Regions from separate parts of the Mus musculus genome. Here all the other regions are linked to region 5. Evidence: chromatin contacts called from public Hi-C, HiChIP or PLAC-seq and promoter capture Hi-C data. All regions are on one chromosome and are shown on one strand. Each heading gives the region's core, a stretch centred on a gene start, on an enhancer-like site or on the middle of the called end of the contact. The rest is flanking DNA. Distances are from core to core; before and after follow the strand shown.

What was found. Promoter capture Hi-C pulls out the DNA fragments that hold promoters and counts their contacts. A called contact is a pair of places that touch in the nucleus more often than the background predicts. HiChIP or PLAC-seq counts read pairs in DNA pulled down with a chosen protein or histone mark.
Region 1: a contact with region 5 is called in a promoter capture Hi-C map of second pharyngeal arch cranial neural crest. The contact joins the promoter of Otor here to the promoter of Bfsp1 in region 5. A contact is called at or near these places in 9 of 39 promoter capture datasets (cranial neural crest, embryonic stem cells, frontonasal cranial neural crest and 3 more), 2 of 115 datasets of contacts at active chromatin or transcription factors (astrocytes and embryonic stem cells) and 1 of 9 other capture datasets (embryonic stem cells).
Region 2: a contact with region 5 is called in an H3K4me3 HiChIP or PLAC-seq map of forebrain, with 9 times the contacts expected there. The contact joins the enhancer-like site here to the promoter of Bfsp1 in region 5. A contact is called at or near these places in 6 of 39 promoter capture datasets (3T3-L1-derived adipocytes, cranial neural crest, frontonasal cranial neural crest and 3 more), 2 of 484 Hi-C or Micro-C datasets (cerebral cortex and embryonic stem cells), 7 of 115 datasets of contacts at active chromatin or transcription factors (astrocytes, embryonic limb bud, embryonic stem cells and 2 more) and 1 of 9 other capture datasets (embryonic stem cells).
Region 3: a Hi-C map of bone marrow-derived macrophages shows a contact between it and region 5, with 15 read pairs. The contact joins the enhancer-like site here to the promoter of Bfsp1 in region 5. A contact is called at or near these places in 10 of 39 promoter capture datasets (the 3T3-L1 cell line, 3T3-L1-derived adipocytes, the C10 cell line and 7 more), 2 of 15 datasets of contacts at CTCF or cohesin (large pre-B cells and stem cell-derived epiblast-like cells), 33 of 484 Hi-C or Micro-C datasets (CD4 T cells, CD8 T cells, LSK cells and 23 more), 13 of 115 datasets of contacts at active chromatin or transcription factors (astrocytes, bone marrow-derived macrophages, cardiomyocytes and 9 more) and 3 of 9 other capture datasets (embryonic stem cells, liver and macrophages).
Region 4: a Hi-C map of bone marrow-derived macrophages shows a contact between it and region 5, with 11 read pairs. The contact joins the promoter of Rbbp9 here to the promoter of Bfsp1 in region 5. A contact is called at or near these places in 1 of 39 promoter capture datasets (the C10 cell line), 1 of 484 Hi-C or Micro-C datasets (bone marrow-derived macrophages), 1 of 115 datasets of contacts at active chromatin or transcription factors (astrocytes) and 1 of 9 other capture datasets (liver).
Region 6: a promoter capture Hi-C map of liver shows a contact between it and region 5, with 4 times the contacts expected there. The contact joins the promoter of Dzank1 here to the promoter of Bfsp1 in region 5. A contact is called at or near these places in 1 of 39 promoter capture datasets (liver), 1 of 484 Hi-C or Micro-C datasets (muscle stem cells), 3 of 115 datasets of contacts at active chromatin or transcription factors (astrocytes, embryonic limb bud and pro-B cells) and 1 of 9 other capture datasets (liver).
Region 7: a promoter capture Hi-C map of neural stem cells shows a contact between it and region 5. The contact joins the promoter of Dtd1 here to the promoter of Bfsp1 in region 5. A contact is called at or near these places in 2 of 39 promoter capture datasets (cranial neural crest and neural stem cells).

The regions. Positions count from the first base shown.
Region 1 is chr2:143,077,130-143,080,077 of GRCm38.p6, forward strand. Otor (otoraplin) reads left to right here and starts at 1,264. Exons shown (of 4, transcript NM_020595.3): 1 at 1,264-1,485; 2 at 1,795-1,934; 3 at 2,797-2,904. The coding sequence starts at 1,371.
Region 2 is chr2:143,113,583-143,116,451 of GRCm38.p6, forward strand. No RefSeq gene overlaps it. Among named protein-coding and RNA genes, the nearest start is that of Otor, 37 kb to the left of the region's middle. Within about 2 kb of position 1,324, at least 12 of the 459 cell types and tissues checked have an H3K27ac peak or open chromatin away from gene starts, as enhancers often do. A contact at or near this core is called in forebrain and hippocampal neurons, where this site is marked.
Region 3 is chr2:144,440,023-144,443,172 of GRCm38.p6, forward strand. No RefSeq gene overlaps it. Among named protein-coding and RNA genes, the nearest start is that of Gm46768, 21 kb to the left of the region's middle. Within about 2 kb of position 1,484, at least 99 of the 459 cell types and tissues checked have an H3K27ac peak or open chromatin away from gene starts, as enhancers often do. A contact at or near this core is called in 3T3-L1-derived adipocytes, CD8 T cells, Th1 cells and 11 more, where this site is marked.
Region 4 is chr2:144,549,581-144,552,300 of GRCm38.p6, forward strand. It overlaps Rbbp9 (retinoblastoma binding protein 9, serine hydrolase), which reads right to left and starts at 1,279. Exons shown (of 5, transcript NM_015754.2): 1 at 1,100-1,279. The coding sequence starts at 1,198.
Region 5 is chr2:143,861,597-143,864,696 of GRCm38.p6, forward strand. Bfsp1 (beaded filament structural protein 1, in lens-CP94) reads right to left here and starts at 1,577. Exons shown (of 8, transcript NM_009751.2): 1 at 980-1,577. The coding sequence starts at 1,335. Gm33648 (a long non-coding RNA gene) reads left to right here and starts at 1,730. Exons shown (of 3, transcript XR_375039.4): 1 at 1,730-1,818; 2 at 2,829-2,950.
Region 6 is chr2:144,526,141-144,529,052 of GRCm38.p6, forward strand. Dzank1 (double zinc ribbon and ankyrin repeat domains 1) reads right to left here and starts at 1,274. Exons shown (of 21, transcript NM_172859.3): 1 at 1,140-1,274. Polr3f (polymerase (RNA) III (DNA directed) polypeptide F) reads left to right here and starts at 1,605. Exons shown (of 9, transcript NM_029763.3): 1 at 1,605-1,785; 2 at 2,563-2,680. The coding sequence starts at 1,724.
Region 7 is chr2:144,598,442-144,601,514 of GRCm38.p6, forward strand. Dtd1 (D-tyrosyl-tRNA deacylase 1) reads left to right here and starts at 1,512. Exons shown (of 6, transcript NM_025314.3): 1 at 1,512-1,650. The coding sequence starts at 1,608.

The DNA.
Region 1 (2,948 bases), core at 14-2,513, 780 kb before region 5:
ATCTTGGATGTCTCTAAAACGCCACCTTCATGTTAAAACGTGTGCTCCGCCAGATTGGTGCAATTGGGAGGAGGCTGAACCTTTGAGGGGTGAGGACTACTGAGAGGCACATATGTCATTGCGGGTGACGCAAAGGAGATTGCAAGGTCCTGCTGGCTTTTCTTTCTGTATCTTCTGGTTCCTGGCCGTAAGTGGTGTTCTCTGCTACTGGCTTCTCCCAGGACATGCCACAGAGCCACATTAATGGGAGCAGTGACCATGAACTAGAACTTCCAGACCTGTAACCCACACAAACAAACTTTGTCTTTATAAATTGATTGTCTCAGGTTCCATGTCGTAAGCTAACGAACACTGGAATAAAGAAAGATTTACCTTCTTTTCTTCCCCCACTTATTTCTTGCTTCCACATTAGTAAGATCTGGTTGTGATATTAACTAATATATTATATAATCCACAGTGGCTCAGGCCAAACATAACTTCTAAGAAACCTATCACAAAATATTTGTGTAAGAGTTCTTTATATTATGTAAATACATATTTACATATACAAACAACACAAAATACATTATGCAAATATATTTGCATATATTATGCAAATCTAGAATTTTATTAGACTTACTAAAATAAAATTTGTTCTCAAGACATTTTGACTCTTTAAAATGTATATGTGTGCCGCACTGTGTGTGTGTCTGTGTTTACATGTGTGTGGACGTATGCATATGTGTTCCTGAGAAGGCCTGACATTGACAATTGGGTATCTTCCTTAGTTTCTCTTCATTTTATTTATTGAGGGTCTTGCTGAACCCAGAGCTTGCTGATTACAGTTTCTCCAGTTAGCAAGCTTGCCTCCAGGATGTCTTGTGTCTGTCTCTGCCACAATGCCTGTCTAGTTGTTGTATGGGTTCTGGGGTTCTATTCTAAACACTTGCATAACAAGTGCCTGATCCAGTGACCATCTCCCTAGTCTCCATTTTACATCTTGAACAGATTCCTACAGTCAATACATGTTTGCTCATAAACTGAAAGAACAGGAGGACAAAAGAGAAAAATAAACAGTGGTTGATAGTCTCACAGGCCTCTCAACAGAGCCCTGCTGGTAGACGCCACAAGCTGTGGCAGATACAGCTTTAAGCATGGCATGACATTTGTGTGGAACACAGACACAGGGCGTTTGACTCTCTCTGAAAAATGAAATGCCAAAAAGCCTCTGGAATCCAGTTGCACACATTATAAAATTACAGGGGAGGAGAGAGAGGGGGGTGGGGGTTGGCCCCTTCCTATTGGCTGGGTATTTACCCAGAGAGTCAGCTTTCAAATAAAAGAACCCTTGAATCAGGCAAAGAGTGCTAGTCAAAACAGCAAGAAGGAAGATGGCAAGGATATTGATTCTTTTGCTTGGGGGCCTTGTGGTTCTATGTGCCGGGCATGGTGTATTTATGGATAAACTTTCTTCTAAGAAGTTGTGTGCGGATGAGGAGTGTGTCTGTAAGGCACTGTTAACGGTTTGGTTCTCATTGTCTTTCTATCATATAATGGGAAATCTGTCTGGCAAACAGCCAGATTGTACTTTGCAGTGAATCCTAAATGTGCTCATTGTTTGCAGCTCTGTGTCTCAAGGTCTGTGTTTGGGGTCTAACTGCAGAGAATTCATTTCCTAAGATTTCCTTGTCGCCCCCCGCAACCCCCGTTTGAAACCCAGCTGTGCTCTCCTTTCCTCTCTCCTACCTTTCTTACACTTTGCCTTCTTACTCATAGGACATCTGGTCACTTCCCCCCCTTTTTTTTCTCTTCCAGATACTATTTCTCTGGCAAGAGCACAGGAAGATTACAATGCCCCAGACTGTAGGTTCATCGATGTCAAGAAAGGGCAGCAGATCTATGTTTACTCCAAGCTGGTAACAGAAAACGGAGCTGGAGAGTTTTGGGCTGGCAGTGTAAGACGAGACTGTTTTTAATACATACATACACACATACATACATACATACATACATACATACATACATACATACATACATATGTATATATTCTTAATTGTATTACTCTTAATTTTTCCTGGCTTTCCTGTCCTCAGTCCGTTTAATGTTTAACAGTAGCTGCAAAGATAATATGGAAACCGTAAGTGGAAACACAAAAATTCAGATTCATTTTTAAAAAGGGGTGATTTCACAACAAAATTAAGGGTAATTCAAACTGATGTTTTGATCAGGGGAAAAAAAACATGCATGCTGAGGTTTCTGCATTGCACATAAGTTAAGTCTCTTTCAAAAAATGTCTAAGAGGATTTGCCAAGGGTTGTGTGTGACTGGTCAGTCTAAAGGGGAAAATCCTCTTTGATTTTGCAGGAGCCACTTGCTTGACTTAAAATGTACCCACAGACCAAAGCAGAGTCCAGGGAGGGATGAAGCATGGGTGATGTCATCCAAGAGATACATCTAAAACCGATGAAGGTGTCAGTCAGGATGTACTTACTATATGTCACTTTGAATTGCTAAAAAGTGGAAAGTACACATACTGTAAAATGGGAGTCCATTTGCTTTAAATTTTTATTGACCTTAACTTCCTATAGATTCCAGATGATTTCAGGCAAAGTACGAGAGTACAGAAAGAGAAGTAATGTTAAGGTAGTGAGGCTCAGAGTTCCTGATGCTGCCAGTGAATTTCACATTTGCTCTGAATTCCCTGGAATGCACAGCTAAAGGGAGCACTGGCTTGTGTAATTTTCATTACCAGGAGAGGAGTTTCTCAAAAGCCCTGCCATCAGCTTTTCCCTAACTGCCGCTGCTTTGGGCACACAGGTTTATGGTGACCACCAGGATGAGATGGGAATTGTAGGTTATTTCCCCAGCAACTTGGTGAAGGAGCAGCGTGTATACCAGGAGGCCACCAAGGAGATCCCAACCACGGTAAGCATCTCAGAGGTGACTGGAGGATGAATCAGATTTCGGGG
Region 2 (2,869 bases), core at 74-2,573, 750 kb before region 5:
TTCCTAATTACAGTATCACTGATAATGTTATATATATGCTCCATGCAAAGGTACTTGGAGGGCTGGTGAGATGGCTCAGTGGGTTAGAGCACCCGACTGCTCTTCCAAAGGTCCGGAGTTCAAATCCCAGCAACCACATGGTGGCTCACAACCATCCATTAAGGAGATCTGACTCCCTCTTCTGGAGTGTCTGAAGACAGCTACAGTGTACTTACACATAATAAATAAATGAATCTAAAAAAAAAAAAAAAAAAAAAAGGTACTTGGAGTCCTCAATTTTTCAGTGTAAAAGAACAAAGTTTGGAGAATTGAATTGAGAGCTCATAATATGAAATCTACATCTTACCAGCAGATGGCACCACAAACACATAAAACCTAAACTTGAGGCTTTGGTTAAGGTGGAAATGTAAGAGATTTACATACATCAGTTGCAAATGAGATCTAGCTTTCCCCAAAGGAGATTCTTCTCTGCCTTTGGTTGCTCTTTATGTGAAAAGGAAACTGCCTTAAGTGGCCTGCAGATTACTCTGAGAGTGGGCAGAGATGCCTCACTAATCATACTCACCCCAGTGCCCATAAACTAATTATCTCCTTGGCCAAATCCATAGACTGACTGTATCTCAGAGCGATGTCTCTCTGCATGGTAGCCATGCAGTATGGTCAGACATGTCAGTTCCCTAGCATCACAGAGAGCTGTACAATAGAACCCAGAATTTACTCCTTGGGGAATGTGTTCTAAGAAACCACATTATTCCAACGATATATGCACGTGCCTCTCCTGCTGTGACATCACAGATTGCTGTAAGTTGAGTTTAGAGGATTCTCTTTCCTAACCAGCCTTGCAATCTCTAAAATGTGTCTTTCTCTTCTGTGTATCAATGACAGCATACTCCAACATAACTTGTCCATCTTGACTCTCTGTATCTGTGCACTGTGGAAGTTAATGTCATTTCTACAGGGAGACCTAACTCTGGAGCAGACCTGCTTCCATTAACCTTTCTAAGTTCCTGTTTTGCACACAAATCCCCTTTGCTGTATTGACTCAAGCTTGCTATTTTTCCCTCCAGATTTTAATGTCTCTGCTTTTCTGGAGGGAATCCCCATGTCTCGTGCTGACTTAGTGTCTCAGCCTTGCTCCAAATGATTCACACTCCTTTTCTATCCACCAGTAGATGAGAAAATGCAGTACGGTTCCTATGGAATGTTGGAGGGACATGCAATGGCCTAGCATGGCTACTACATTGCAGTCTCTCCCATCCCACCCCACTTTCCAGGCATTCAAGTAAACCAGCTTGATCAGGGAGCTTTAGGTGGCCGAGTTCCAAAATCTGCTCCGACAGATTGTTTCTGGGTTTCTGCAGTGACAGCCTCCTACTCTCAACTCTGCCCAAGAATGCCTGAGACCCAACCATTTTTTTTTTTTTAACTTTCACTAGAAGCTGACTGGCAGGTGCATTGGTGAGCAATGTGCTGCATTTGTGGGAGGTTTCAGAGATATGCAGAGGTCCACAGACGTGGAGTGGTACTGCAGTAGAGTCATAGCAGTGCCACTTCTCTTTGATCCTGGCCACCTTCCATGACACTTGCTCTAGCCTGCACCATCCCTTTATTCTTGTCGCCTCTTCCTCCAACCCCTCATCCCTCCCTTTTGAGAAGAAACACCATTTCTCCCATCCCTTCTGCAGTACAGAGGCCCCCAAACCATCTCTCATGGTGCACACCAAGTTTTTTCTTTAAGTTAAAATGCCGTGATCTCTCTGTGTGTTCATTAATCTTCACTGTGATTAAGGGTGTGGAAGCAGCCAGCACCTGACTGTGGTGTGTATAGGAGGGGTCTCTGGCAGGAGATTATGATCAGCTACAGTGACCCCGATAGCATTTCCGTGACTGAATGCAGGCAGCTTCAAAAGCACACACACACACACACACACACACACACACACACAGAGAGAGAGAGAGAGAGAGAGAGACCAGGAGAGACATATGCACACACTCTCTTTCTCTGGCCCCTACACCAACCACCGTGAGACTCTGCTAACAGGAAGACCACCACTGATAGCCCTAGGACTGAGAGCTAAAATCAATGTATGAGTCAGTGGTATTGTGCTAGTATGCAAAAAGGAAAAGAAAAAGAAATGTGTACAAAGAGCTTTTAGCCCAACAAATAATGACTAGCTTTCCCCCATCTCCTCCTCCATAGGTTATATGTGGTGCAGTACAGGATAGTCTCAAACTCACTACGTAGGCCAGAGTGGCATTGAACTAACATTCATCCAGTCTTAGCCTCCTGATGCTGCTATCACCACTAAACTCAGGAAAAAACAGATTTTCCTTTATATATTTGGAATTGCAGTTTCTCTTAAATTTGGCTTCCTGACTATCAAAGTCAAGAATTTTTACAGGACTGATGTGTTCAGGGGGTGATGACAGAGGGCACAGAGACAACCAAAAGCTCTAGAGATCGCCCGAATGCTTCTCAGCTCTGATGGCCAACAGGCTTTTATTTCTCTAGGTGCTGGCAGGATTTATGTCAACTTGCCACAAGCTGAGAGGAGTGACCCTCAACTGAGAAAGTGCTTTTATAAGGCTGGGCTGTAGGCAAGCCATTAGGGCGTTTACTTAATTCATGACTGATGTGGGAGGGTCAGGTCCATTATGGGTGGGGCTACCCCTGAGCTAGTGGTCCTGGGTTCTATAAGATGGCAGACTGAGCAAACCTCAGGGAGAGAACAAGAGCCCCTAAAAAGCACTCTTCCATGGCCTCTGAATTAACTCCTGCCTCTAAGATTCTTCCCTGTTTGGGCTCCTGCCCTGACTTCTATCAGTGATGGACTATGATGTGTGTGAGCCAAAGAACACTTTCCTTTCA
Region 3 (3,150 bases), core at 234-2,733, 580 kb after region 5:
AGTTATAATTCATTAACAGATGCCCATTAGGGCATAGGGCTGTACAGGAAGCCCCAGGGTGCAGGCCTGTCTGCCCTGCCAGCTACTGGGCATCCCAGGGCAGAGATCTTGTCCTTGCCTGCCTGGGTCCTCATTTGACACAAAGGGTATGATTTTAGGAGTAGTGGCTTCCTAGTGTTGCTGTGGGACTGAATGGTTGTGTGTGTGTGACTTGGTTGTGTATAGTGTTCCACAGATGCTCAATAAATATCAACTTCTTTCATCCTGATGGTTTTTTGTTTCTTGTTTTAAAATGAAGTGTGATGGTGCATACCTTGGGAGGAAAGGGCAGGTGGATATCTGTGAGTTCAAGACCAACTTGGTCTATGTAGCAAGTTCCAGGCTAGCCAGAGCTACCCCTACCACCACTACCATCACCCACACACACATACACACACACACACACTACCCATACTCCAATAAAAGAATAAAGAAAAGGAAGATCAATAGTTTAGAACGCAACTTGTGGGCTGGAGAGATGGCTCAGCGGTTAAAAGCACTGACTGCTCTTCCAGAGGTCCTGAGTTCAATTCCCAACAACCACATGGTGGCTCACAACCATCTGTAGTGGGATCCAATGCCCTCTTCTGGTGTGTCTGAAGACAGCTACAGTGTACTCATATACATGAAAAAGTGAATAACTAATTCTTAAAAAAAAAAACAAACCTGACTTGTAGCAAGTATATACGAACACTTGGTATGAGTCTCTACACTCATCTCCCCTTGCAGGCACCAGTTCCTAGATGGACACCCATGAGACCAAGACACCAACAAGGTTTATTAGTCAGGCTCATGTTTAAGATTGTAGCTGTCCGGGGCTGGAGAGATGGCTCAGTGGTTAAGAGCACTGACTGCTCTTCTGAAGGTCCTGAGTTCAAATCTCAGCAACCACATGGTGGCTCACAACCATCCTTAACAAGTGTCTGAAGACAGCTACAGTGCACTTACATTAAATAAATAAATAAATAAATCTTAAAAAAAAACCAACAACAAGATTGTAGCTGTCTTTTACATATGCCTACACAGCACACCGGGTTACTGAGGTAGAGCAGACATAAGGACCAGCAAGACCTTAGGGCAGTAGGAAGGATTTTTCATAACCACTGGGGCCCTGAGAGGATTTCTTGCCTAGCAGAGGTGGAAAATGACCTCGAGAGGCCAGCAACTGTGCAAGTCTGAAGACCAGACTTCAAATCCCTTGCACCCTTAGGTATCTGCTCCCAGGCGGAGACTGGGGGATTCTGTGGGTACAGCCAAGGGGGAGGCCTTGAAGGTTCTGCTCAGCTTCTCAGGCAGGCGAGGTCTCCTGTTTGTCTCCCAAGGCTTGGTGTCTTCATCCACACTTCCTGGTTAACTGTGACAAACCGTGGGAGAGCCCTGGGCCCACCCGCTTCTCCCTGAAGGTGTTGCTAAGGGCTTAGTCATCAGAGGAGCCTTGGCCCATTTGCGCAATTACTGCAACTAAGAATGGTTTCACCCTTCCTCTGACTCTGTCACCTCTGGAAGCCACAGTAAACAGTTCTCGATCAGAGCTCAGCGCCAGAAACGTGGGCGGCGCCCTGCAAGGGGCACGGGACCACAGCTGCAAAAGAGCCTGGCACGGCTCAAGCCTTCGCTGCTTTCATGCCCAGATTCTTGGCTGGCTCTCTCAGCTTTACAGGGAAAGGCTCCTTTCTGTTAATTTGCTTGGCAAATATTTTTTGGCTGGTGTTCAGAGATGATTATGAGAAGTGTGTGGAGAGGCCAGATGTGGTCCCTAGAGTGGTAGTGGAAGATTCCAGAAGGCCTCAGGGTTGGGCAGAAGGTGTGCAGGGTTGGGTTGGGTGAGTCCTGGCCTGAAGACCTGGTAGCTGAGACAAACTGAGTGAGGGTGGAGACACAAAAACGTGCCCCTCACCCTGACCCCCAGGTCAGGCAGCAGGCCGTAGGCCGAAGGCCGCAGGCAGTACTTCTGAGAACGGATAGGAGCACTCGGGTATCTGGTGGACATGCCCTGCTCTCCCTGCAAACTGTCGCGAAGCCATCAATTGGCAATTGTAAGAGCTCCAAAAATCTCATGTCAACAGCTTATTGGAAGCACACCTAAACCGTAGTACAGACCTGATGAAAGAATCACAACTGATTATCAGCAAAATGCAAATCAAAACCGTGGGGACGGCAACTATCAAAACAAAACAGACAGAAAATAACTGGTGCCAGGAGGAGGGAGAGAAACGGGAGCCCGTGTGTGCTCAGTGAGAATGTAAACCATACAGCAGCTATGGAAAACAGTGCCACTGTTCATAACGAAACAAAGGGTAACATCACGGGGGCCCAACCGTTCTACTCTTGGACCCATACTCAATAAAAAGAGAGATTTGAAGTGTTATTTGTATATGCATTTTTTTTGTTTTATTTTTAATTTGTGTTTGTTTAGATTCCCACAGAGACCAGAAGAGGGGGTCAGATCCTTTGTGCGTGTGTGTGCGTGTGTGTGCATGTGCGTGTGTGTGTGTGTGTGTGTGTGTGTGTGTGTGTGTGTGTGTGTTTGTTTTGAGGGGGTGTTTGTTCACAATGGAATATTATTCAGCCTTTAAAAGGAAGGGAATTCCAGCATACGCTGTAGCTTGAGGACATTATGTTAAGTGAAATAAGCCAGACACAAAAGGACAAATAACACACAATTCTATTTATTTAAACAAGGCCTCTAAAGTTCTCAAGCTCATAAAGACAGTAAGTAGACAGCAGTTGCTAGCTGTTGGGGGGCGTGTAGGAGAGTATTGGTATTAGAGTTTCAAATTGGGCAGATGAACGTTCTAGAATCAGGAACAACAATTAATGTATTTAACCCTGAACTATACAGATAAAAATGGCAACCCGTCACTTCTATATTAATGAACCTTACAGCAATAACAGACATATAAGAAGGAAAAACATATAGTAAATATGACATAGGCCAAACAGCTCTTATTTTCGGCCTGGTGTAGCCTCAGACTGCTGGCTGGTCTGCTCTGCTGTGGGTGTGGGTGGATCAGGGGTGAAAGGGCTTTGTCACCACTGTGATTCCTACAGGAAGCCCTCAGGAGCTGCTGACCTCTGAGTGCCTCAGCCGGCCTGCCTTGGACTCACGGC
Region 4 (2,720 bases), core at 29-2,528, 690 kb after region 5:
AAACAGAATCTTTTCTCCTGAAATTCTATTCTAGAGGCCAAAGCAGGAAACCAATTTCTGGGATATAGAAGAGGGTTTTGTTTTATTAAAAGTTAAGCACAGGCTGGGCAGTGGTGGCGCATGCCTTTAATCCCAGCACTTGGGAGGCAGAGGCAGGCGGATTTCTGAGTTCGAGGCCAGCCTGGTCTACAGAGTGAGTTCCAGGACAGTCAGGGCTACACAGAGAAACCCTGTCTCGAAGAACAAAAACAACAACAACAACAAATAAGTTTTAGGCACAGGACCACCTAAGGTGCAATTATATATTTTATACACACACACACACACACACACACACACACACACACACACACACATTCATTCTATAAAGTTCACAAAGAAACCACATTAAACAATCCGTTGTTTAATGATTATAATCATGGTTGTAAAAAATACTTTTAAGTTTTAAAAGGTGTAGCAAAAAGGCCAGACAAGCAGCCCAGCTGGCCAAGGCATTTGAAGTACAAGCCCAGTGACCTGAGTTCGATTCCCAGAACCTGTGTAAAGGTAAGAAAGAACTAATTCCAAAAATGTCTTCTGACCTCCAGATGTGCCCCTGCACACAATAATTTAAAAAGAAGCAAAATAAACTTCAGAATGTCATAAGGGTGGGGGGACAGGGAGCAGACGGATTATTCAGAAGATACGGGCAATGTTCTTATTTGTCCTGAGAGTGTAGCTCAATTGTACAGGACACACAAAGACACCTTGGGTTGGACAGCACAGGAAAAAAAAAATCTCAGTTTGGTAGTTTATTGTATACTATACAATCCGTTGTTTATATTAAATATCACATAGTGAACTAAAAACAAAGAAATGAATATAAACATAAAATTATCTGGAAAGTCTGGAATCTAAACTGGCAGCCGATGGGGGTGCGGAGGGGGCATTCTCTCTAGTTGTAAAACAGGTTTTCCTTTTAGTGCCAAAACCTGCGCCTTCTGCTTTTTGAGCTGTTCGCTAGGTAGTATACGGACCACATCTGCGAGCCTCGCCTTTCGTTCCCTCTCTCTTCACTCCGAGCCAAGCTGGTTGAAGAGCAGGGGCTAGCATTCCTTACCTGCTCCAGCCCCTTTTTCACCCAGCCGTACCAGCCGTGGGTGGCCACATCCCCGCCTCCGTTCCCGGGAACAATCACTGCCTTGTTGGGGGACGCCATGAATGTAGACGTGGGAGACCCTTGCCCAGCTTGGACCAGCAGCTCTCAGACCAAGACTACATCCGGCCCAGAGCCTGCACTGCGGACTTCTGGGAATTGTAGTTCTTGGATACCTGCAGGCCTACGCATTTTCTGGCTAAAGCACAGGCAGCTAAACTCAAACCCTGTGAATTACCATCAAATATTAATTATCTTTGATTTACCCTTTTCCAGCGTTCTCATACTCCACATCCCTTATGTCCTGGCAACAGTGTGCTCATAATGTGTTATCTTTTTATTAGTTGTACCAATACTTCTTTAAGGAAGGTTTATTTTTTTCAAATGAACTTTCCTTAATTTGTTTAAGACAGTTTCATTACGTAGCCCCTTACTGGCCTGGAGCTGTCTATGTAAACCAGACTGGCCTAGAACTCACAAAGATCTGCCTGCTTTTGTCTCCTGAGTGCTGGCATTAAAGGAGTGTCACCACATTCAGTCAGTGTTGGGTGTCTTCTTTCCTTCATTTCCACATTACATTTGGGTTTTGCGACAAGATCTGTGAATTTGGAGCTCATTGGTTTAGCAAGAGTAGCTAGCCAGTGAGCTTCAGGGACCTCTCTGCTTCCCACTCCATGAATGCTGGACATGAGCTGTGTCTCCAGTGTCCTATGCTATCCACTACCACTGAAGCTCCACTTTCACGGGCTCATGCAACAACCTTTCAGGGCTTCTTGGCAAACAATACAACCGGGTCATATTTTGTTAGTGGTAGCAGCTTTCTAGAATCTGAGAGCAAGCCTCCATGTGCTCTCATTTTACCTATTTATTTATTTTTAAGTAAGGTCTCATTAGGTATGCTGGGCTGGTTTTGAACTCACAGACATCAACTTACCTTATATGCCAATGTGCCTAGCAAATCCCTCTTACTCATATTTGGCATGCTTGCAAGGACAACATCACATGAACAATTAACACCAAGTTCTGGTGCCACACGAATGCAGGCAGACCCTGGTGAGCCATGGTGCCATGTTCCAGCAGTAAACCCTTGAGAGGGGTGGAGGCATTCTCTCCTTTTAAACACATTTGTCCTTTTAGGAGTCGAAACCCTAATGGGTGGAGTCTGATCCTCCGGGCACATTTCTTACTGCCCCAGTGTGGAAGTTTTCCATTAATGGTGTCAATCTCTTTTTAATTAAAGCTGCTTTCTCCCTCTCTCCCTAATCTGCATCTTTTAACATTTTCGTGTTCTCATTCATCCTATACTGCATTTTTACTTCCTCCTGCTAAAAATCTATCATAAGCCACAATAAATGTGATAACAATAGCCATGCCTCAGCCTAGATGTAATGTCATACTCATTTGAAACTTCTTCATCCACACCTGGCCAAGGAACATGGGTTCCCAGTTCCATCGTTGAAGGCATGCAGAAGCCATGACATCCATGGCTCACCAGGGCCTGCCTGCATCTGAGTGGCAGCAGAACTTGGTATTAACTGTTCATGTGACATTGTGGACCGATAGATGGCCCCTATTGAATTTGGTT
Region 5 (3,100 bases), core at 327-2,826:
CAAGCCCTGCTCCCCACTGGCTTCTGCAAGGCTTATATCCCCATGAGAGATGGAGTTTCAGGTCCCTTCTTGCAAATGGGTTCCTATGGCTCAAAACCAGGAACAGAAAGATTGATGATGGACTTAATAAACTATCCAGCTTGCCAATAAATTCACATTATGCTTCATTTTAACGTTTATTATGGAAATAGCAGTTGGACTTGATAAACAAGCTTTAAAATATACATATTCACTCATTCAAACATAGTCCCCAGAGAAACTCCGTCTAAAAAAAAAAAAAAAACAGACAAGACAGACAGTTGATATATACGTGAATTTTTCAGCCATAAAAAAGAAAATTATGCTGTTCCCAGGATAATGGATGCAACTGGAGATTAACATTAAAGCCAACTGAGCCAGTTTCAGAAAGCAAATATATGTTTTCTCCAATTTGTAGTTCCTAGATTGTATATAGTCACATAAAGTCATACACACACATACAAGAAAAGAAATTGGGGAAAAGGGAGATAAGTGGGAGGGAGGAGAAATGAGAAAAGGGAAGGTAAGGATCCAGGGGAGAATGCGGTTATGGTACAATATGTACCTGTATGAAGATTAAATTGAAAAAAAAAAGTATGGAGTCAAAATCAGTCATGTGAGAGTGCATATCCTGAAATTATAGAACCGGGGTGCACTGGGAACTGGGAGACTGCAGCTCTGGGGTGGTGCAAACTACCTCGCATATTTGGGTGTTGGCTCAAGTTAAACACCAAAAACTCGAACTATGCATTTAAAACCTGTATGGTCCATTCTATCTATCATCCCAAAACATAGGAAAAGTAAATGAAGCCGGATCCCGAAAGTGCCATGGAACTGAAAGTTGGACGTCTGCAGGACCCGTGCATCCCGACGCCCCTCTCTCCGCGGACAGTCTGCAGTTACCCCCACGCCTCCCGCCACATCGCCTACGTGCCTCAGTCTCCCTAACCGTGCCTCTTACTTGCTGCGGAACTCGTCGAGCGCGCGCTGCGCCTCGGCCTCCTGCCTCTCGAGCCGCGCGTGCTCGGCTGTCAGGTCCCGGGCGCGCTGCAGATTGGCCTCGACGTGGCGGGCGAGCGCGTCCTCGGGCCCGGGCTGCTCGCCCAGGCGCTGGAAGGCGTCGAGCTGCCGCCGCAGGCCGGCGTGGCGCTGCTGGAGCGCGCGGGCCCGCTGGACCTGGACTGCCACGCGCTCGCCCAGCGCCTGCAGCGCTGCCAGGCCGGGCGCGGTTCCCCCGGGCTGGGCGGCGGGGCCCGCGGGCTGGGCGCGCTCGTAGCGCTCCTGGCGGGCCTGGAAGACGTAGCTGCGGCGGTACATGGCTCCCGGAAGGCCGCGGCCTGGGCTGCGCCTGCTAAATAAACCGGCCGGCCGGGCTGGGACGTTCCAGAGCCGGTCAGCAGATGTGCCCTCGGGGCGGGCGCCCAACAATGAAGAGCCGCGGGTGCTTTGTGTGCGGGATTAAGCCGCCCATACAGCTCCCGGGTGGAAGGGGCATCGGGCAAGGACCTCTTTGTTCCGCCATTGTGGAGGCCTGTTGCTATGTGACTGCACGGAGGATCAGGGGGACAAGAGATGCATGATGCTCTTTTAACTGGCTCTGTGTAAGCCACCCAAGGCCAGCTTGCTAAAGTCCTGCAGCAGAGGGCCTGGCACTTTCTCCTGTCCCTTCCAACTTTCATTATGAACTTACTTGTTTGTTGTTGATTTCAGGCTTTTAAAGGCGTTACAATAATACCATGTTGCTGAGGCTGTCTCGGGGAGGGCTTCCTAACTATGCATGCAGATAAAATGGCCTAGCATGTAAGTGTTGAGCTGTCCTCCTAGTAATTTCTTATGACTGTTTGGGTGTATTTGTGAGGACTTGACAACTTGTATAGTGACTTAGGAAGACTGGTGATACTGACCTACACCGTTGCTCTCTCACCAAGGAGGTGAGGTTAGATGCTTCAAACTTAACAGAAATCCTTACAGTCTAAGGACTTAGTAAACTATCCAGTTCTCAAATAAATATTCTCATTATGTTTCATTTTAACTTTTATTATGGAAATGGCAGTTGGAGTTAAAAAACAAGCTTTGAAATATATACAATCACTCAATGTGATAGGCTTTGAAAAATTCAAAAGTAAAATTAATGTTGAAAATATTGAACTATTTGATGAGATTATTCCAGGATATAAATATTTATCATATTAAAATATTTATTTAAAGATCATTATCAAAGTCTGGAGAGATAACTCAGTAGGTAAGCATGCTGTACAATCACGAGAACCTGTGTTCAAATCCTCGGCACCCACGAAACGCTGGACATGGCTAAATATGCCTATAACTCAGCAATGGAGAGGGAGGTACAGTGATGGAGAAGCAGCAAACCTTCAGTTCAATAAGAGACCCTTCGTCAAGGCAGTGAGGAAGACACTAAATGCTCTCCTCCGACCACAGCATATACGTGCACACATTTCACATTTCTATAACCACATACTTAGCAGTACATGTGTATCACCCACAGTTTTAAAAACCATTATCAAAAGGACTGGTCTCTTATAAATTAAGGCTTAGCAACACCATATATTACCAACCATATGGATTACACATAATTATGCTACAAATTAAAGTTACTAAAAATAGGGAAAATCACTGAGATCTTTGTTTAGTTTATTATCACTCCAAGAAGCCTATATAATAAAGGATTCAGTCTGGAACAAAGCAATGTATGATCTGTATGTGTGGTGACATGGTCATATTCTCTCTCTCCCTCCCCCCCCCTCTCTCTTCCTCCCCTCCTCCCTCCATCCTTCCCTCTCTCTCCTAAGACATTTAGGTTTTCATGGCCAAGTGGAGGAGAGCATGATGTGAGTATTTTGAAGGTTTCCCACACACTGCTGGTGATGAATTGATTTCCAACTTCCCAGAGAGCAAAACCCACATGTAACAGGTACGATAAATCACCCATGGCCTTTGACATCACATGTTAGTCAGTTGTTGCTACAGAACAAACGACCCCAAAGAGTCGAGAAATAACACATATTTATCACCACTCTCTGGGTCCCCAGCCCGGCTGAACAGTTCTTCTAGCTGCAGGTCT
Region 6 (2,912 bases), core at 24-2,523, 660 kb after region 5:
CTCTGCACGTAGCATGAATTACTTAGAGCCAAATCTTAAAAGAGGTTCTAACCCCCCACAGTCTCACCTTTGCAAACCACTGCAGTGTATTGTATTTTGGAAAATATACTGCAAAGACTGCAGAGCATCAGCTCTCAATAGAAAGGAAGTTGACATGGATATAAACCCACAACCATCATTTCCTATTAGCTCTGCTATTTTGTAAATAACTAGCAGGGCAGAAACCTTATGGGTCTTTTCTTTGAGGTGGGGAGGAGTCCTCTTAATCCAGTATTTGCAACTTGCACTGTAGCTTCAACGATTGTGGCTACATTATTATTCAATTATAATGTACATATTCATCTCACTTTTATAATCAACATTTTGCATCCTCATTTCGCCCCCCGCTCCCCCGAGACAGGGTTTCTCCGTGTAACAGCCCTAGCTGTTATGGAGCTCTACCTGTAGACCAAGCTGGCCTCCAACTCACAGAGATCCACCTGCTTCTGACTCCCAAGTGCTGGGATTAAAGGAATGAGACACCATGCCTGGCTTACAATTTTTCATGTAACAATTTGTTGTTCAGTGGTGAGGTCATTTTTTTTTAAATGGTAGTTGGAATTCTGATCATGTTGCTGTGAACATGTTTGCGTTTTGACATATCTTGTTCTGGAAAGCGAGATAATTAGAATTAAAAGACGAATTTAATGCCTTTTTGGATTCTTCCAGATTGAGGACCAAGAATAAAAACTACAGGTATCTGACCCTTCAGAAATGACGCTGGATGTAGAGGGATTCGCCTACCTTCACATTTCCCTTCGAGTGAGAGTCAGCTAAAATAAAGATAGCTGAAAACTAGATTCTAAATAAACACCGTTGGTTCGAGACTGAAGTGCTCACGGTTAGCTATTAGCTGCTCTTGGAAACCTGGGGTGGTCACTGGACCTCACAGGAAGGAGACAGAGATGGCTGATTCGCTAGGTCCACACCGCAGCCTGGTGTCAGTGTCATGCCACCAGCATCTCCCAACATCCTGCACCTGAACCATCTCCTCGCTGCCCAAACCAGGACCCAGACCCTGCGTCATGCCCTCGGCCTCGCGAGGCAGTCAGAGATGCCTAATTCCCTCCCAACCCAGTGAGAGATGCCCTTCTCCTCACCCTTCTCCAGCCTCAAGGACAGAGATTAAGGACCCCCGACGCAGCACCGCCGCCGCCAACCCGTTGTCAGGTTTCTCACGGTCTCACCACAGCTCCTCCGCTGCAGCTTGCGTTTCCACAGACGCTGCGAACCGCGCCCCGCCCATCGGGAGCCGAGCAGATGATTGGCAGGGAAATCGACATCCTAGCAACCAGCCCCGCCCTTGTCTCTGGCTGCAGCCTCCGTCTGGTACCCGCCTCCAGATCCTTCTGCGACACTTTCTTGTAGGTGTCCAAGAATATGCCTTCTCGGCGGCTGGAAGAGGCTGAAGGGTGCGTACTGGAGCCAGAGGCTCTTGTCCGACAAGCACTGAAATTTGAGACAACGGAAGGGAGTCGCTGTGGCGACCCTGCCGAGCAAGGCGGAGCAGGCACAGCACGGGCGCCCCAAGCCGATCCGATGAAGAAGGCCCAGCGCGACCGGATGAAGAAGGTCCCTCGCCTCTCTCTCAAGCCTCGGTCCCCGGCGCGCGCCTCCACCGGTTCCCGAGACTTCCAGCGCGCTCCGAGGGGCCACTTTTCCTCTAGTCTCGAAAACTGCCCTCATGGCGGAGGTGAAGGTCAAGGTGCAGCCGCCGGACGCGGATCCGGTGGAGATAGAAAACAGGTACTGCAATAAAGCTAGGCTCCCGACGCTAAGCGAGCAGTCAGCTGGGTAGCGGGACCCCCTTCTCTCTCAGTCCCGCGGGGAGAGGCTGGGGTAGACTGGTCGAGCACGCGGGAGCGGGGTTGCCGGGTGTCTGGGCGACCCCCCCGCCCCGATTAGGGAGAGTAGAACTCTTCAGAAGCTCTAGAGCAGCGGGACAGCTTGAAACGTTGTGGAACTGGGTTCTCCGGGATTCTATTAGAGCACTTGGAACGTGACAGCAGCCAGGGCCAGAAGAGAGACCTGCATTTTCCCTGTAGTTCTTGGACATGTGTTCGAATCCAGGATTGCCCGGTTGCCAAGGGAAGTTCTATAAGAGAACGTTGGGGCCAAATGAGGGTTCAGTTTGTGATTACAAAGGACCATTGAGCCAAGTAGGTTCAGTGAGTGCCTTAACTCCCGTAGTGCACATGTGTTTCTAGGTTATAATGTATTTAAAAGACGACTTTCTCAACATTATTATTGTGGATAATAAGTTTATTACACCTCCAAACAAATTAATCCCTCCAGTTTGTTTGGAGGGGATAATTCTCAAGACTCCAGTTATGGTGAATCACTATGCTGCCCCCCACCCCCACCCCCGAATATTCTATTTGCTTTCTGCCCACAGACCTTGGAGTCACTTTGCTGTACTTATTCCCATTGACAACATTGAGCTTTTTAGCTTGACTATCGTGTATCTTCCTTATTTGCCTTTAAAAGCAAGCAAACATAAACCATTTATACCGTTGTTCCTAGAATTATAGAATTATGCCACCAGTTCCCTCATGGAATCACAGATCAAGTAATTCAGAACGAAATGCCTCACATTGAAGCCCAGCAGCGGGCAGTGGCCATCAATAGACTGTTATCCATGGTAAGGTGAAGTCAACCAATTCATGTAATTTGTTGTATATTCTGGTTTTCATTGCTTCCTGTCATATCGTTGTGATGGCTAACCTTATGTGTCAGCTTGGCTGGGCTCTGAGATCCTAGATATCTGCCTGTTTGCTGTTTCTGGGATGTTCTAGAATGTGGTATTTGAACTGATGTGCTGACTGTAGGCAGTGAATGGGCACCATCCAATTTAGTATCAGCCTAAGCCAAAG
Region 7 (3,073 bases), core at 262-2,761, 740 kb after region 5:
TCAATATCAGGAAGCATGTGACTGACACCCATTGATCTTGCTGCTGCTGCTGCTGGTGGTATCCTTGACAATTTAACTCATGCAATTTTGCATTCACTATTTAATATTTAAGCATAATATAAAAGGCTCCCAGTCCTTAGCACAACTGACTCCATAAAACTCAGTATGTAGATAGTACCACTTGCCAGAGTGAAAAGGAAGACCGAATCTATCAAATGCACTAAGCTTGCCTTTTGACTTCTGTAATTGCTTTAGCCTAACTGTGCTTATTAACTGAAGTATGTCAACCGAGGAATTTTTTTTTTTTTTTTGCTTAAATGCTCACTCTAAAAGAATCTGAGCTTTAATGAGATCCTGAACACCCAGTGTAGTTGCCAGTTGGCTAATAAAGACTTTCTACTGGCTTAACCCCGGTCTGAGTAGTCTTATCTGATGGATACCCCACAATAATACACATTTCTAGGCCTTTTTTGTTTTTGTTTTTGTTTTTTTGGGGGGGTGAGGGGGAAAGCAACATCTCACTCTGTATTTCATGCTGGCCTTGAACTTCAGCGTGATCCTCATACTGCAGCCTCCAGAATGCTTGGATCACAGATGTTCAACCACCATTCCTTAGAGTATTTCGGGCCAAATAACAGTTCTATCAAATTGCTTTCTAACAAATGCTTTTCTGAATCTGCTAATCCTGGAAGAGGCGTTCAAAGCAAAGACACTCTGAAATGGGTGAACTTTTTCTGATACTCCTATTTCGTTTTTAAGGGAAAGTCTCATTACATTGCCCACATTGGTGGTCTTGAACTCATGGACTTAAAACACTTTCCCGCTTCATCTCAAGTAGCTGGGACTATCTCCCCCCCCCCCCATTCTTCTTTTTCTTTGTTTAATTATAAACACATGGACTACCACTGGACTATGAAGATGTTATTTTTTAGTGATGAAAACTTAGTACAGTAATAGCTATACAGTTCTTTGCAGCCATCTAAGCATCTTTACAGCCCATCCAAATTTCCTAACAACCCTATGATAGGGCTAAGTATTAGATTTGTATTAGGAAGGAATTAGAATTCTAGACTGATAGACCTATTAACTATTGTGTCTAAGGTAAATCAATAGTTATGTAGTTAAATGGCTATGTTAGCAGCAGGTCCTTTTGTTTTTAGCAACAGGATTGCTGCTGAGGCTACAGAACAAGTGAAGATTTTGGAAAATCTGTGACCGGAGGATTGGAAAAGAGGGAGAAAAGCAGGAAAAAAACTTAAGGGTAAAACTGAAAGAGAAAGAAACTGGAGCAGAAATTAATGAGTGTCTGGACATAGTGGAGACTAGGCTGGCAGTTTGGGACTATAGTGCTTAAGAAGGAGTTCAGGGGTGGATAGGGCGGCGCCTACCACAAATGGACTAGGTTATGCATAGGTGACAGGTGAGGGTGATTGACATGGGCGGGGCCAATTGGATAGGTGTGGCCGACGTGGGCGGGACGCAGCTCTGTGGAATGGGTCCTCACGGAGCTCTTCCGGTGTTGCCGGTAGAGGGCGCCGGTCGAGGAGCCACCGGCGGAGTCGCAAGGTCTGACCACACAGCAAATTCCAGTCGCTACAGCCGCCGCCATGAAGGCCGTGGTGCAGCGCGTCACTCGGGCTAGCGTCACAGGTCAGTCGGGCGGGCCGGGGAGAGAGCAGCCTCTGACCCCCGCGACCCGCTGTTCCGTGTGAGGGTTCCCCGCAGCCCCGAGTTACCGGGCAGCCTCTGGGCAGCGCCGTGGCCGAGAAGATCCGGCACGTGCCTGGCCGCTCATGGGTTCAGGCTCCGTGCTTTCGTTGCTACATAAACCCTCATCTCCGTCGTCATCACCATTATAATCATCATCATTATCTTTGTGAGTGTGTGTGTGTGTTCCTCACAGACAAGGTGCCAGAACCTGTGAGCATCCCCAGGGCCCGTTGTTGAATGCACTGTTGCACAAACAACACATAGGGGAGATTTCCGGAGCGGAATCGCTCGTTTATCCACCGCTCTGTCTGAGATGTAGCATTTTAACAACCCCCTTTTGCATATCTTTTCTTTTTAAAATAGAACTTGGCTCATGATAAAATGGACAGACGGAGGAATTGCTAATTGTTTGAGCTCTGGCAGCTTTGAGCAAATATCTGCTGGCATCCTCACTGGGTGCAGAACATCCCTTGCTTGCACCTGGATGTCGGTCTCTGAACCTTCAGCCATGGGTCAGAACCACAGAATTCAAGATGACGTGCTTCTCTTTCCCATTAATTAATATAGACCCAGATGCTCAGCCATTAGCCATCAGTTGAATGTGGGAGGCTAGTTGAAATATTCAGGATCCAGCTACTGTAGTTATTTGAAAAGTGTTAAAAAAATAGAAACGACTGGTGCCATTCTTTTAGTCTTTTAAGTTAAAGAAATAAATACATTTATTTATTTGGTGTGTGTGTTTCTGTGTGTAACAGGCCAGAGAACAATTTAGATGTGCCACCACCATGTGGGTCCTTGGGATTCAACTCATGGAATTAGGCTTGGCAGCAAGTCTACCCATCACTCATTTAGCTAGCTTGCTTTCTCTCTTTCTTTCTTTCTTTCTTTCTTTCTTTCTTTCCTTTTCGAGACAGGGTTTCTCTGTTTAGCCTTGTCTGGCCAGGAACTCACTCCGTAGACTAGGCTGGCCTTGAACTCACAGATCCACCTGCCTCTGCCTCCCAAGTGCTGGGATTAAAGGTGTCTACCACCATTGCCCAGCTGTGTTTATAGAGGCAGAAGTACATTTTCAGGTCAGATGCCAAGGCCTGTAGTCACAGCCACTTTGGAGGCTGGGGAAGGAGCTGTGTTGAGCCCAGGAATTGGACAACAGAAAGCAGATTGGACAACAAAAGAGTCTCTAAGATTCCCCCTCCTCACCAAAGCTTCAGATCAAGCAATACAGATATCTTTTTCTTTAAACCATTTTATACTAAATACATGGTTTTGAGTTTAAAGCTAGACCCAAGACTCCTCCCCAACCAAGTAGCCAAACCACATATTTAGACTCGAGAGTCCACCTTCTAATCCTGCTTAATGAGTT